Regions from separate parts of the Mus musculus genome. Here region 2 is linked to region 1. The links are chromatin contacts, called in public HiChIP or PLAC-seq maps. All regions are on one chromosome and are shown on one strand. Each heading gives the region's core, a stretch centred on a gene start, on an enhancer-like site or on the middle of the called end of the contact. The rest is flanking DNA. Distances are from core to core; before and after follow the strand shown. Region 1 overlaps 2610307P16Rik (RIKEN cDNA 2610307P16 gene). Region 2 overlaps 2610307P16Rik (RIKEN cDNA 2610307P16 gene).

Region 1 (5,012 bases), core at 2,138-4,637:
TGGTATAAAATATAGAAACTCTGGCTTATGTCAATTTGCAGTGAAAAAGGACAGCCTAGATCACCCACCTTCACCGGGAAATATAAATGCCTAATGATCTGGATGACATGAAATAAAAAGAGAGGGCTTTTATGTGATGCTATATGTAAGCTAACATAAAAAATGATTGACTCCAGAACTGCTGTTTGTATTGGAAAGATACACACGGTTATAAACAGCTTGATTCAGCTGGTTCCCAACCAATGAAAAGCTCATGCATTTAATGGCTCCCTGGATGGTTCATCAGAACCAACTGTTGGCTTGCAAATGTTTATCATAAAACAAGAAGAAAGGGAGTCTGGCTCACTGTTCATCTGCCTGAGGAATAGACCTTCACTTAAGTTTATCTAAGGGAACACTTCCACCTTCTAACTGGAGTTGTGTCGTCTTTCAAAGCACCTGGGTATTCTCTACATTCTACTGAAAAAGATCCCATAGACTCCCAACAAAAGCACCTGTTACTGGAAGGATCTGAGTGCTTGCTTTAGTTGCAAGACAGACCTTGGAAGGTCAGTAATTCAAACCCTCCATCAGAGAAGGCCTAGAACATTCTGACTAGCCAATTACATTTCTAGAGCCTGCAAAATATTCTAAAGTAATACCTGATCATGAACTAAGTTGATTTTGCAGTTACATAGATCCAAAGACCTAGGAAAAGATCTGATACCAAATCTGCTTCAGTGCAGATCTGCAGTTGACTATATGAGCCAGCCAGCCTTGACCTATCTCCTCCACTGGGTGGGGCAGATTACTCAGTGGTGAAAAATTAGCTATGCTTGAACACCAGTTATGTTAAGAGGGATGGTCAGTCTTGAATAACATGATATTCTTTGGGCAATACAAGATTCAAACAGTGTTACATCTAATGGAAGAGCTATAGATATCTATATTATACCGTTAGGCACAAATCACAATATATAAAGATGGTCTTCATGAGTTAGTCTGAATTCTGATTTGTAAAGTAGGGATATAAGGCTATTATGCCAAATTCACAACTTTACTCTGCAACAAAGCCCAAATCTGTCAACTTATTTGTGATTAAAATTCCTATTCAGTCACTGGAACTAAGCTGGTTCTTGTTTCATGACATTGTCTCACTATACAGTCCAGGTTGTCCTTGAACGTGAAATCTTGCTGCCTCAATCTCCCAACCGCTGGGAGGACAAGTATGTAATCACTACTGTGGGGTTTCAACTGGACTTTGATGCAGATCTCAATTTCCTTCCTTCCTGGTTAGATGTTAATGAATCTTCATGATGAATCAAGGATCCTGACATGGCAAGTGTGGTGTTCAGGGCAAGGGCACAAGCAAGGCCTAAGAGAGAGGAGGCTTTAGCTATTTTTTAGGGCAAACTGCTGGGCTCTGGTGTGACTAGCTGAAAAAATGACTGTCCGGCACCCCGGTTTGAGCACAGGGTGAGTGACAGAACACAGATGCTCAACTTCTTCTTTAATGAAGAAATAGGAAAACAGACAAACAAAATCCACAGAAACAAAAAGCAAAACATAAGTCCCCCCCCCCCAAATGATAGGCAACATGACTTAGAATAGGGGACGAAGGGGAAATAACTGAAGGACTGTCCTCTGAATTCCAGTCAGAGAGTGAAAGACAGCTTAAAACAGAGCTGTGCAAAGGCGCTTAACTCTCTGCATTGAAGGAAACTGTCCAGTTGCCATTTCTTCTTCTAGATTTCCAAATACTGTTTCCTAGTATGTGACTGTGAGAAAGGCTAGCAGTGGGAAGGAAGAAGTTCATAGCTCCCACAGTTTACAAGGAAGGAAGCTGGGACTCTGACATTCCCAGAAAGGATAAAGAAAAACCAAAACCCTCCCTGAAAGAGCTTCCCAGGTCAAAGTGAGGTTAATCTCTGCCAACTGACCACTATGAATGAAAACCGCTGAGCATGGAGGATATGGTTTTGGATTTTGCTTTTATTGATTTTTTGCTTTAACCAATAGCAATTTGGGGGCCTTGGTGCAATTATAGTTGATGGAGGTCAGACAATGAAGACTGTGGGTTTCCAGGCTCCTCTTGATAATTTAGGAGTGAATGATGTCAAATATTTACTCGGGCCACGAATCCAATGCACTTCCTCCTCCTGTCTATTTAGTGTCACGTGACAGAAAGTGTCCCACACATGACAACTGTCACTCATCACAGCTTATCTGATACAATAATCTCAAGAAGCAGGGGTAGCTTCTCCACAGGAGATAGGGAGAAGAAAGTGACCGCCAACAGTTTTAAACATTCCCCACAGCAGAGTATACAACAGGAGCAACTAGATTTAAATCCAACATTCCAGATGTCAAGAGCTCTAATGCCCTGTATACCCAGGGCATTATGAGCAGCACAGCTCACAATTTTGCCAATTCTCTAGTTTAGGAATTCAAGAAATATTTTTGAAAGAAAGGTTTTTAAATCTAAAGTCCTAGCATTTTTTACCTACGTTCCCCCCCCCCCCAAAAAAAGTTTGTAGTCAGAGGCAGTGGTGATACACACCTTTAATCCTAGCACTTCGAAGGCAGAGGCAAGTGAATCTCTGAGTATTTGAGGCCAGCCTGGTCTACAGAGTGAGTTCCAGAAGCCAGGCCTATACAAAACAAACAAACAAACAAACAAATAAATAAATAAGTGTGGATCATTAGAACATGGGAGGGACCTGTGGTCTTTCTAAGTCTGTGCCTTTATGAACAGGCCCTGACCATTGAGACTGGTAGGAAATGACCCTTGTGCTGCTCAATTCAGAGGCCTCAAACCTTTGACCACATCTCAATATTTGTGGGCTCTTTGTCCCTATAACCAGCACTCTTACTTCAATTCCCAACCTTTAAACTCCTAAGGTCATGGAAACATTAATAATGGCCTTCCTTCATGAAACCTCAAGTTCTCTCCCACTTGCACTTCTGACCCATTTACTTACTCTGAAGCCAACAGCAGCAGCCTACTAAACAGCAGTTTCTCAGTAGGAACTCTGAATCTTTCCTCAACATCTTGGACCAAAGAACAGCAGAGCTACAGGAACCTTTATATCTTCGCAGCCTTTTGTCCATACAAACCAATTATGTAACTTAAATTTTTTCCTAGCTTTAATTTTGTGGGGGTTTTGCTTGCTATGGGGAAAGACTATGCTGGCAGTTCCATCTCTTGGCTATTACTAGGCTACACACACACACACACACACACACACACACACACACACACACACACGAGGGAGTACAGACAGACATGGAGACACACAGAAAAAAAAGCAGACACAGAGAAACACCTAAGCTGGCAGCCTGTAGTGATGCACAGACAAAATATAAAGAAAAAGCTTTCCAAAGAGGTTAAGCAAGCATTGCGCAATCAATGCACTGATGTATTGCTTTGTAGCTGGTAGAACTAAACAAAGCAGCAGCTATTTATTGCCAACAGAACAGCATTTTCAGCTGAAATGATAATAATAGCAATTAATGCTCCCTCTGAATTTAATATCTGTGAGGCACTATGGACTAAATGCCTTCCATGAACAATTTTACCCATGAATATAAATGTGTCATGGCAATTTTACAGACTGTAGGGAGGGTAGGGAAGGTTGAGTAACTCGCATGGTGGTGATTAATAATGGAGCCAAGACTGAAGCCCAGGGTGACAATTGTGCTGCACAGGAGGTCTCTGCCAGTAAATGCCTGACCACACTGGTGTCAAAGCCCAGCTATCTCTGTTTTGCTTATTGATCTGTTGACGGAACTCAAAATATCACTCAACTCATTTTGAAAAATTGAGCAATTCATAAAATATTTGGGTGTCAAAATGCATACAGCCACCGGCTCCATCCATCATAACGATCTTTTACTTGTCTCCAGGAAAAGGTACGTGTTATATACAATGGAAATTTATTCAGTGGTAAAGAAGACTAAAGCTACGAAATTTGCAGGAGAAATGGATAGATACGGACAGTTATCTTCAGTGATGTAACCTAGGTCCACAGAGACAAATGCCACATGGCCTCCCTTGTATGCAGATCCTATCTATAGATTCTTTTTTCTTTTTTAGTCATAGGTTTATCATTATCACTGACTGATGGTAAAGGACAGAAAGACAAAAGGAGCTATTACAGAGAGAAGTGATAATAAAATCCATCAGAGATGAAAGGGAGTGGGCACTGGGCAAGATAGAAAAAGCCAAGCCGGGAGGAGGCCAGGAGGATATGGAAGAAGAAGGAGTAATAAAACTAAAGATAGGTAGATATAGATATATAGACAGATATATACCATATAGAAGAACCCACTATTTTATGTGGTTATTGAACACATAACCTGAAAAAAACCAGGGAGATGGCTCAGTGATGTTGTGTGTTCACTGCTCTGGCAGGGTACTTAGGTCCCAGCACAGCACAGCAACCACATCAAACAGCACACACCTACCTGTCTGAAACTCAGGTACAGGAAAAGTGAATCTCTCTTTTCACTTCTGCAGGCTCCTGCATACATGTGTACTCAGGTACACACACACCCACATGCACATACAAAAAAAAAAAAAAACTGAAAGGAATTAAGAGTGGGTACTAAGGCTCTTCCTGGAAGCTGTAGGTTATTAAATAAAATCCCCAGTGCCAGTTGTGGAACACCTCCCTATGGCCAATGAGATCCTAAAAGGTTATTGCCCCAGATCTGTGTTGCTACCTGGACCTTGACAGTAAGGCTCTAATGCTGAAGATACCCCATACTCAGAGAAAACAAACGACAGCTCAGCTAGAAGCTTCTTCCTAAGAACCTCATCCATCTTCATAGCGTCAGGAGTAGTTACATAGACTGCTGGGGGTCGGGGAGTCATCAACGATTTGACCCAGTTGTCAATCGTAACTGATAAGCAATTCTGTGCCCTCTGATGCAATAGTGGCATGACCGTTATAAGGACAACCAATCAACCCCACTGGATTTGAGGCCAGTTTTACAGGAAGGACCTTATGCCTGTTTCTGTAAATTTTGTC
Region 2 (5,275 bases), core at 1,862-4,361, 100 kb after region 1:
GGCCTGACCTTCAGGGGAAGCTGCCTACCTGCCTGGTGTTTCCACTGGCCAACAATCCAGAGCTTAGGAGAGCACCCTGGACTGGGGGAGGTCAGACCGTGTTGGCTGGGGCCCACCCACCAGTCACCATTTGCTGGACTATAACCCACAGACCATCTTCAGAGGCTTCAAACACCCCACCTAGGGAAAAACACACCACTAGTGTAGAGTCTGTTACTGCTAAAAAAAACAAAAACAAAAACAAAAACAAAAAGCCCTTAGATTCCCTAGATTGGGTACTTTGCAAACAATGAAATTGGTTTCTTACATTTCTGGAGGCAAGTCCTAAATCAAAGAGCCACTGGACAGATGCCTCGTTGGGCTCGTGTTCCACAGATGGAACCTTCAACTTCACCCTGACCAGAGCTCATGTTCCATAGGACCAGGCACCCAGTAAGACAAAACAATGCCTCATTAGCAATGTGGGGTGCTCGACTGTGCACCCACCCAGCAGACATGAACTCCAGCAAAGGGCTGGGAGTCAGACTGCCACACCCTGTTCTGTACAGGGCAGGTATCAGGAACATTGTACACTGACAATTCCCCTTCCTCAGACAAGAGGCAGGAGAGAGAGCTCAGCTGGTCAAGTGCATTGCTATATAAGAACGAGAAGCTGAGTTTGAGCTCCAGCAACCACAGTGGGAAGAAAAGCCAGGCACTATGGGTATTCTAATCGCAGGACTGCAGAAGTAGGGACCAGAGACTCCATGGAACCTGCTGGCCAGCCAGCCTAGGGGAATCATTGAGTTCCAGGTCCTATGCGAGACTCTATCTCAAAATGTAAGATACGAAGCAATTGAAGAAGACATTCACTATCAACCTTTGATATATACACACACACAAAGACACACACCATAGACTAACACTAAGGGGCAAGGGGCTAAACTATTAGTTTCTAAAAGAAAGTTCATGCATTATATTATAACATATCTTAAAATCTAGAGTAGGGCACACTGCTGTAATTCCATTACTGGTAGAATGAGGCAGGAGGACTTCATGAGTTCATGGCTAGCCTGGGTTTTACAGTGAAACCCTGTCTTTGAAAAAAAAAGAAGGAGGAGGAAGAGGAGGAGGAGGAGGAGGAGGAGGAGGAGGAGGAGGAGGAGAAGAAGAAGAAGAAGAAGAAGAAGAAGAAGAAGAAGAAGAAGAAGAAGAAGAAGATGATGATGATGATGGCTGGAAAGATGGCTCATTGGTTAAGTGCACTCACTGTTCTTCCAGAGGTTGTGAGTTCAATTCTCAGCAACCTCATGGTGGCTCACAACCATCTGTACTGGGATTTGATGCCCTTTTCTGGTGTGTATGAAGATAGCTATAGTGTATTCATATATATATATATATATATATATATATATATCTTTTAAAAATTCAAAGTATACATCCAGAGACACACACACACAAAGAGAGAGTGGAAGATTTTTAAGTTTATGTTTCTGTGAAGAGAGAAAGAAAGAAGAGACAGAGAGAGAGAGAGAGAGAGAGAGAGAGAGAGAGAGGCTATTACGTTTATATGTTTCTATGAAGGTGAACTAGGTAGCAAGTATTTGGGACTCTGTGAGCCAGACTGTGCCCTGATGAGTTAGCTGCATCCTACAGCCCATAGATAGCTAAAGACATAGAGAAACCTGTCCATGTTCTAATGGGATGCTTGTTTACAAAAACAGACACCAGACACAGTGGCTGAGTCCATTGGCATTACCAGGAAAACTGAATGTGGAGGACTCATCTTAAGTCATACAGATCTGAACCACAGTTCTGAAGTTCAGAAAGCCAAGGGAAAATCACCATAGCTGCCTCAGGGCTGGGGTTAGCAAAGGAGCACGGAGAACAATGCTCCTCTGTGTTGAAGACCATAGCTCGGCACAGTTTGAAGATTTTCCAACATCTGTGGAAATCCATGCTTTCCCAAGTCTCAGGAAACTGCATGCTTATGAGAGGCAGGAAGAGGGTGAAGATACACAGTGGTAGAAACTGAGGAAAAGCAGCCCCACGGGGAATCAAAGCACTGATTCTAACTTTCCCATAAACAGCTAAGCTCTTTGACTGCTCCAGCCATACTCCAGAACTCACAGGAGCACAAACTTGGGTCACAGAAATAGAAATATTTAACCAGAGCTGGAGAGAAGAACGAGAGCATTTGCTGGTCTCACAGAGAACCTCAGTTCAGTTCCCAGCACCTATAAAGGATACAAACAGGCAAGTGCCAGAAGCTCCAACACCCTCTTCTGGTTTCCACTGGTATCTGCACATCCATCTCCCTCTCTCTCTCTCCCTCCCTCTTCTCTCACACACACATTATAAAAATAAATGTTAAGAATAAATAAGTAAAACCACTTGGCACTCAGGAAGCAGAGGCAGGCAGATCTCTTAGCCTGAGACCCCCTGGTCTAAAGAGGAAGTTCCAAGACAGCCAGTGCTACAAAGAGAAACCCTGTCTGGCAAAACCAAATAGATAGATATAGATAAATAAATACCCAGAACCATTTTACCACCAAAGGGAAAACACAAAACAAAAAAACCTGTCAGCTGTCACAAAACTAGGGTATGGGGGATTATAAGGCACCATGACTATAAGCCACTAGGTCCATGGGGAGGGTCAAAAATGCATTTCCAGCCTCAACATCACATCCAGTGTTTGTGTGTCTGTGTATGAGTCTATGAATGTACGTTTGAGCATGTATGAGGACCAGCGACTCATTTCCAACCTTGACCTCATGTCCTGCCTTATCACAGACAACCCGGAAGTGATTGTGGAACAAAAGAATGCACAATCAATGAATCACAGACAACTTTGTGAGCTAACTCACACCTTATTCAGAAGGAATATTCCATGCAGAGCCACTGAATTGCATATTTAGTTCTTCAGGAACTACAAGCAACTGCTGGAGTAATAGGAGTGGTCTAAAGGAGGGGAATTACCACTCCAGGCAGCTAATTCCACGCTCAGGAATTATTCATGCATGATGAGAACCCATCTGTAACATCAATGAAGTCTTTATTCTTGAAGACTACTCACAGAGGACTCGGGCTAAGTGTGCTAATATCTCTGCCTGGGCTTTCCCAGGACCTGGGAAATGGCAGTGTGATTGCTCAGCGGGCTGTGTGGTTACTTTCACATCTCCTCCACCCACCATCTATCACCTTGGGATTCCGCAGTCTGCAATGCAAGCTCTCAGCAGCAAAGGGGGTGGGAAGAATGCCTCGACTATTTCTGCCTGTCGCCTTGTTTTCCCCCTCTGACCACAGGGGCAGGGCAGGTGCATTCAGGAGACACTGGCACATAGAACCATTACAACCTCTGAAGTACCTCTCCCTGCTACCCAGCTGAAGGTCAAATGGGAACAGCCTGCCTTCCTCCCACAGGTGCTGGCCCCTCAAAAGGAATGCAGACTTTGAGCTCCATTGATGTTTTCAAAATACTGCTGTCTCTTTGAACTAGCATGGAATGTGTAACTTTACCCACAGACTGTGCAATTTTCCAGCCGTCCAGTTTCTACGATATAACTCATTTCAACTATTTAAAAAAAAAATGCCTTGAAAGAATCCCACTATAAAGATTCAGAAAATAAGCTGTCTTCATCTTTTGCTTAGAAACACCATAGATAATTATGTCCATATGTGCGTGTCCGTGCATATAGAATTTTAGTTTTTCAAAAATGACAACCTTCATTAAAAGGGTCAGCTTATTCAGCAGGCCTCTCTCTTCCTCCCATCTGAGATTCCAGAAGCTGACCCTTAGAAGGCCAGATGTAAATCAGGCTAGAAGGCTCCAGGTCCCAGTTACTCAGTCCTTTAAATGAAAACACTGTTTACCTGCAACAATGATCAAAATGTTGTCCATTTACTTCACAGCCATCTAGATAAAATGAGGCTAATAATTACAGAAAAAGTAAAATATTTCAAATATATAAAGTTTGGAAGTAAATAGTTTAGATAACACTTTCTTGGTTCTTTGTGGTTGGCTGATACAGTGTCCTTGGAATTATTATTAAGAGTAAGCTCACAGCCAGGCAGTGGTGGCACATGCCTTTAATTCCAGCACTTGGGAGGGAGAGGCAGGCGGATTTCTGAGTTCAAGGCCAATCTGGTCTACAGAGTGAGTTCCAGGACAGCCAGGGCTACACAGAGAAACCTTGTCTGGAAAAACCAAAAGGGAAAAAAAAAAAAAAAAAGAGTAAGCTCACAAAAATGTTGCAAAGGAACGTAAATATAAATACTTTTCATTTAATTCAGATATGCATGACTTTACAGGGTGAAATGAGCACACAAACTCATACACACACACACATACATATATATATATATATATATATATATATATATATATATATATATATACACACACCCACAGAGACACACCCACTAACACACACATATACACACAGATATACATACAGACATACATATAAGTATATAAACATACCTATAAACATATAGACATATACACAGACAGGCACAGAAACTACATCTAGACATACACACAGAGACAGACAGACATTCAAGAACAGACACACAAACACAGAGATGCAATGCATACAGAGAGACACAGATAAATAGACAGACACACAGATACACACAGACACACACACACACACCTTCCTTCACAGAGCTGAAATGTCAAACTCAAAATAAATTCAAAACATTTACAAAGTAAATTTAGACATCTAAAGGGGATTTCCCACAATTAAATTTGCAGTACTATCAACAAAATCGGTTTATTTTAAGACGAGCTGCCCGATACATAAATTCCCCTTTGCCTTTGAAATGCTTTTACCAGATAAGATAGCTTTTGTTTAATCTACTATTTTCAGAACTTGCTTTGGGGTCTGAATGCACCCAGTGGAGTGACTTGAGATTTCCTACCCTGCTTTCAAATGTGCTTCTTCTGTCTGTTTGTATTTAGTAATTTCCTGTCAAACAACCTCACATAATTAACTTTCCTTGCTCCAACCCACTTTTTTTTTCCTATTCCTACTTCCTGAGGATGGTAATAAAATGCTGATTACAGGAGACTGTTATTTGCTCCCCTCCCAACCCCCTCTCTGACTCCCTTTGTGGGAACACTGGCTTAGGTTGCAGGGAGGTTCTCACCAGGGAAAGACCTGGACCAGAACTCAGCAAAGACTCTGTAGCCATTTGTGATCATCTGTATACTGGACCTCTCACAGACAAAAGACTGCAATGTTGCCATTACATTGCTCTTGCTATGGGAAGAAGAGAGAAAGAAACCAGAGGT

What was found. HiChIP or PLAC-seq counts read pairs in DNA pulled down with a chosen protein or histone mark.
Region 2: an HNF4G HiChIP or PLAC-seq map of pancreatic cancer cells shows a contact between it and region 1. The contact joins two enhancer-like sites. A contact is called at or near these places in 3 of 484 Hi-C or Micro-C datasets (the N1E-115 cell line, double positive thymocytes and pancreatic cancer cells) and 2 of 115 datasets of contacts at active chromatin or transcription factors (double positive thymocytes and pancreatic cancer cells).

What each region holds. Positions count from the first base shown.
Region 1 is chr13:28,525,729-28,530,740 of GRCm38.p6, forward strand. The region is part of intron 7 of 2610307P16Rik (RIKEN cDNA 2610307P16 gene); the gene reads right to left. Among named protein-coding and RNA genes, the nearest start is that of Gm40841, 110 kb to the left of the region's middle. Within about 2 kb of position 3,388, at least 7 of the 459 cell types and tissues checked have an H3K27ac peak or open chromatin away from gene starts, as enhancers often do. A contact at or near this core is called in pancreatic cancer cells, where this site is marked.
Region 2 is chr13:28,630,555-28,635,829 of GRCm38.p6, forward strand. All of the region lies in intron 5 of 2610307P16Rik (RIKEN cDNA 2610307P16 gene), which reads right to left. Among named protein-coding and RNA genes, the nearest start is that of Mir6368, 78 kb to the right of the region's middle. Within about 2 kb of position 3,112, at least 39 of the 459 cell types and tissues checked have an H3K27ac peak or open chromatin away from gene starts, as enhancers often do. A contact at or near this core is called in pancreatic cancer cells, where this site is marked.